Linked DNA regions of Bombyx mori: region 1 is linked to region 2. A link is a contact called in public Hi-C data. All regions are on one chromosome and are shown on one strand. The core of a region is the stretch at or near the end of the contact, and the rest is flanking DNA. Distances in the headings are between cores, read along the strand shown. Region 1 holds the start of LOC101742244 (serine/threonine-protein kinase Warts). Region 2 holds the start of LOC101746697 (solute carrier family 35 member F3).

What was found. A called contact is a pair of places that touch in the nucleus more often than the background predicts.
Region 1: a Hi-C map of posterior silk gland shows a contact between it and region 2, with 2.2 times the contacts expected there. The contact joins the promoter of LOC101742244 here to the promoter of LOC101746697 in region 2. A contact is called at or near these places in 3 of 7 Hi-C or Micro-C datasets (middle silk gland, posterior silk gland and whole pupa).

Annotation. Positions count from the first base shown.
Region 1 is chr6:13,711,187-13,713,886 of ASM3026992v2, reverse strand. LOC101742244 (serine/threonine-protein kinase Warts) reads right to left here and starts at 1,346. Exons shown (of 5, transcript XM_004923502.5): 1 at 1,056-1,346; 2 at 184-685. The coding sequence starts at 435.
Region 2 is chr6:13,512,311-13,515,010 of ASM3026992v2, reverse strand. It overlaps LOC101746697 (solute carrier family 35 member F3), which reads left to right and starts at 1,265. Exons shown (of 9, transcript XM_021346198.3): 1 at 1,265-1,983; 2 at 2,066-2,239; 3 at 2,673-2,700. The coding sequence starts at 1,660.

The DNA of each region.
Region 1 (2,700 bases), core at 97-2,596, 200 kb before region 2:
TTTAGATTTATAAAGCAACCCGGCACTGCAGTCGGTATCTTTCCTAGAAATATTTTTATGGCAAAACAATGCCAGCCAGTTTTTTTATAAAAATTAAAGATAATGGAATAATGACACTAAAAAAACACTAATCATATCTGTTATTTAGAAACACTTTTAGCAATTCATTATAACTAAACTCACCTCATCATAACCCAAGGCAATAAGTTGGTTCAAGGATTGAGGTAGCACATTCAAGTCTTTATCGAGTCCATTTCCCGAAGAAGAACTAAACCCCGAACTCACTCCTGAACTAACTGTGCTAGCAGCTGATGAACCTGGCGGTTCAGAGTTTCCAATGTTCGCAAAGGGAAGCAATGAGTTTCTGATTTCGGCAAGCGCCTTCTGGTGGTATCCGGAGCGCGTAGCCGTTTTGCCGGGCGCCGGCGGGTTCATGGCGCCCGCGCCCGCGCCCGTGCGCCTCACCTCTCACCCCACGCCTCCCATCACATGAGCACACCCCACACCCTGTACATATCCTTGTTTATTATCCTCCGCACCATTTATTCAACACTCTAATTAAGACTCGCAGCACTGTCACTGTCTTTATTATCGAATTTATTTCGTTTATATATCGATTTCCTCACTAGTCAGTCTGTATCAACATTGCTTTTTGTGTAGCAGCGTGAAAGGTACTTTCTTTTAACTGAAAAATATTTTTAAATATTAGTACCTAATCAATTGAGAATTCCTCTTGCTTTAGATCCCTTAAATTTTATGTGATAATAAAATAATGAGTTAAATAAGTTAGATGAGAAAAGTTTGACATCTTGGCAACAGGATAGGGATATGATTTGTCGACTTTATACAGAACCTGTTTACAGTATCAGACAATTCGAGTACACAATTTTTAACAGTATCGCATTCTATCCAAGAGTACGAGGATGTAAGGAATGTCTAATGCGAATCAATCATGACATAGACTTGTGGAATTCCAAAATTAGAGGGAGCTCGGAAAGCAATGTTTCGTTCATTCAAGGCACTAAGAAGAATAATTAATTACTGTAATTCATTACCAGGCACTTTTTCACTTTCTGTAAATCCGTATTATATGCACAAATGTCATAATCCCATAAAATGAAATTCAGTTCGATCGACAGCTCTCACATTGCCGATGACATCTTTCTTGCACACTTAGTTTTGATTAGTCGCATTAATTTTTATACGGAAGAGGCAATCTGGAGTCGATAGAGTTGTGCTTTAAAGCGAGAGTTTCTAAGGAAATATGAAAACAAAGGACTCTAAAACACAGACATGCAAGTTGGCAAACCATACAAAGCGACCATTTTGAAGAATTACCACATTCTTTAGTGTGTTCGGATACACAGAAGATTAAATTCCATTTTGTTTGACGACTCTTTTTCGTAAAAAAGAACCCAGCTAAAGCACTCATCTGCTTACTAATGTAGGAATTTCTCTATTAAAAGTAATAATCAGACCTTTAAAAAAACACTTCTACAGAATTGTCGAAATGAAACTGTATCCGAATAATAAGAAAGTCACAGGCATGGAGTAAGTACCTAGTCACAGGACTCACAGCAAAAATCCTAACTGCAAAAATTCTAAAGAAAAAAAAAAGAGTATAACGGTCTAATTCTAAGACTGTTAAATTAAGAAATTTCTATCTGCTATTGCCTAATTCATTTTCTTCATAACAAGGTGACACTCTACAAAACATGCATACGTTCCATTGTGAAATAGGCTTGGAGTTAATAAGGAAATAGGTAAGTGTAGTGTTCGCTCACGCGTCCCGTTCACACATGAACTCTCTCCAGGTTATCCAATCCCATTTCTGCAAAATAGCCTTCGGAGCACCGTGGTACGTAAGAACTAATTAGTTTCTATCAGTAAAAACCTTATGGAAGCGTCGGAACGCTATTTTGATAAAGCGGCGTGCCATTACCTTTCCGCTTCTCATTACATATCCGACCCAGGCAACAGGGCAACCTAAAGCCGCCGTAGCCATTAACATATTCTTTCCGATCTTTCAGGTCCACTTTCAAAGATTCTTCTGTCGTTCGCTGTGCACGTTACTCTCTGCTGTGCTCGACGTATGAAATAGCTCATAGACACCACCCACTGAGATCTCGCCGGATCTTCACGGAGGGCTGTGATTCCGATCCTGTGTTAAATTCAACCAAGTACATCTCTACCTGAGGCCAGTGCTAGGAATTTTTTTAGGTTGTTGCTGTTGTCAAGTTGTGACTTTTTTATTTTTTTATTTACTGTTTCATCAGGTTTAGTATGTTATGACGGTGGTTTATTAACATTTTAGTATCTCTGAAAGTACACAAGGGTGGTTAAACGAAACAAAATAGTTGGATATTGCTTTTTGAATTCTTCCAAAGTCCATTGATCTTATCTTGTCATCCTTAACCTCCGAACTACCTATTATAATAGGCGGCGTGCGGCAAAATACAAACACCACAAAGCAACCAACGGTGGTATCCTTGGCGTCGTATCTCGCGAAAGTGTTGCAGGTCCCCGGTTAGGTGGTGAACAAATATGGCCAACGGTTCGCCCTTATTGGTGTTTGACGGCGATATATGCCGCGGCTTTCTTGTTGCGGTTCAAAGTCAACAGTTCAAAGAAGATCGTCGCAAATATTAACTCGTGCAGCGAGCATGAGAGGAAAGTATAAATAATACACATAATATCAGG
Region 2 (2,700 bases), core at 16-2,515:
TTTATTTTATTTTGATTGCATAGATGGGTGGACGAGCTCACAGCCCAACTGGTGTTAAATGGTTACTGGAGTCCATAGACATCTACAACGTAAATGCGCCACCCACCTTGAATGATATTTTATTAATATTATCAGGGCCCATAGTCCTAATACTGTTAACAATTTTATTGTAATACGGCTGTCTGTCCCTATAAACTAAAACGTATCACTAATTCACGCAAGAAATAGGCAGTAGGTCGATACTTACTCGTGCGAACTTCCAATTCTCCTTAACTTGTAATTAACAAAAAATATAGATTTTTGTGGTTTTGTTTTCTATTGCACGATGTTCCAATAAATGCTAGTGTAGTAAGGGAAATAAGTATGCAAGAAGTACAAAAGGCTGTACAAGATATGATAAATGGAAAATCTACTGGACCAAATGGTATCTCAATAGAAGTGGGGAAGTTTCTGAAAGCGAGTGGATGAACGTGGCTGATATTATTCTTCAATAAACTGCTCCAAGAAGAGACCATGCCTGATGAGTGGTGGCTCACCCGTACCTATATTTAAGAACAAAGGTGACGTACAGGTATGCAACAATTATAGGGGAATAACGCTCATGTCAAATAGTATGAAAGCTTGGGACAAAGTGATAACGAGAAGAATGAGAGAGAAGAGTGAGGTATCATAGAACCAGTTCGAGTTCATGCCGGGACGCAGTACAACGGACACCATTTTTTCCCTTCGCTAATTGAGCGAAAAATACCGCCGTGCAAGTAAAAATGTGCACATGGTATTTGTTGATTTGGGAAAAGCGTATGATGGGGCTCCCTGTGAAGCTCTGTGCTGGAGCATGAAAGTGAAAGGACTGCCAGGGAAATACCAGCGGCTTGTTCGAACTATTTACGGTAACCCGTTCATACGTAGGCTTCGCAGCTGACGATACTGACGCGATAGGCTTACACCAGGGATCAGCTTTAAGCTCTTACTGTTCATCCTAATAATGGATGCCCTAACATCGGACAAACAGGAACAACACAAATAATATAATAATTATATTACATATAATATTTTTATTTTGCATATGATTGGCATAATTTCATGCCAATTGATTAATGTTTCAAATTAATTAACTTCGTTTCATTTTACTTCATATTATCATTTTTCCTAAAAAAATATAAAGATTAAGCATTATGGTATGATATCTTTGCCTTTCCAGTTGGAAAAATAGAACTAGTACTACTGTCAATTGTCAATTGCACTGTTATCTGTTAATGTCAAATGTAAATAGTTAAGTCGGTTAATCAACGAGAATCCTCTCAAATAAATTAAGTGTTTAATCTATGGAGAATCCTTTGACCGTTATAAAAGACCTTGATTTTTTTTCTTTTTTTGCCAAAATGGGGACATGCACAAATCCAATAAATACGGAAATGGCTTCGAGAAGCTAAAATTCAATTACAGACAATAGTTGTTTAATTTTAAATAATATCTTTAATTTTTGTGTATTAAATAAATAAAAAATATCGCGCCTCGTAAAATAGGGCCAATGTTTACAAAAGAGATTTAATTGTATCCTTAAATGAGTATGTAATAATATTAGAATAATAATGTTATTAAAAAATAAAGAGGATCGAAAATTATGTTTTCATTTTCCAAAGTGATTTTTACGTAAACATGGCAAGGGACGGTGATGTTCCCACGATTTTTAATCCAAAACGCGTACGTGCGCCTTCGGTGATAATAACCAGTGAAGAAGTGGTAGAAAGCGAAAGAAATTGCGTTGATGGAGATAGAGAAAGGCCAAACGGACCGCCGACGCCGCTCAGCCCTCGTGTTCCATTGACGCCACAGGCCTCCGTTTGTTCGGCGCCTCCGCTAACAACTCAACCTTCACTACAACAAGCTTACAGCGAGTCAGCTACTAGTAGTCAAGACGAAGAGCGCCAGCTTCGTGATAAAAAGTGCCCACGTTCGTGTTGCTCCAAGTTTGCTAAAAAAGTATGTTTATTCAGCTTTAAATGATCTGTAATGCTTACCCATGCCTATGACAGTGCTGTTTAACTTAGCTTTCATTTTAAAGATCTACTATGGCATATGTGTGATGCTGACGCTAACTACATCATGGGTGACAACAACACATTGTATCAAACATTTGTACCTAGAGGAATATCCTTATAGTGGCTATTTTTCTACTTATACTACCGAAGCAGCCACAATCGTACTCCATAACAATAGCACAGATAAATTACATAATGTAAGTTTTAAGTAAATAAGAACTTTTTAATAAAAAATAATATATATATTTTTTTTTACTAATAGCATGATACAGAATTACACCTATTAGGTGAGGCAGATGCCTGTCTTCATTATACAGATTAAAATAATTAAGTAAATTGATATGAGTATAGTATTAAAATTGTACAAGATTTGGAATATCTTGAATTAATAGCATTGAATTTATAAAGGCAGACAGGCAGATGAGCTTATTTGTCTTCCTGGTGTTAAGTTGTTCCAAGAGCTCTGAAATATTTCCACCTGCAGGTGAAGTATAAATGGATGTTCATTTATAATGGTGGGCCCTTCCCTACAAACTGGAATACAAGTGGGTTTCAGAATAGATATGCTTAAGATTTTGCATGTCAGTTTACTGTAACAAGTCAGATTCATTGATTGCATTTCTTCAACAGAACCTTTATAAAGCACCATTCTTCACAG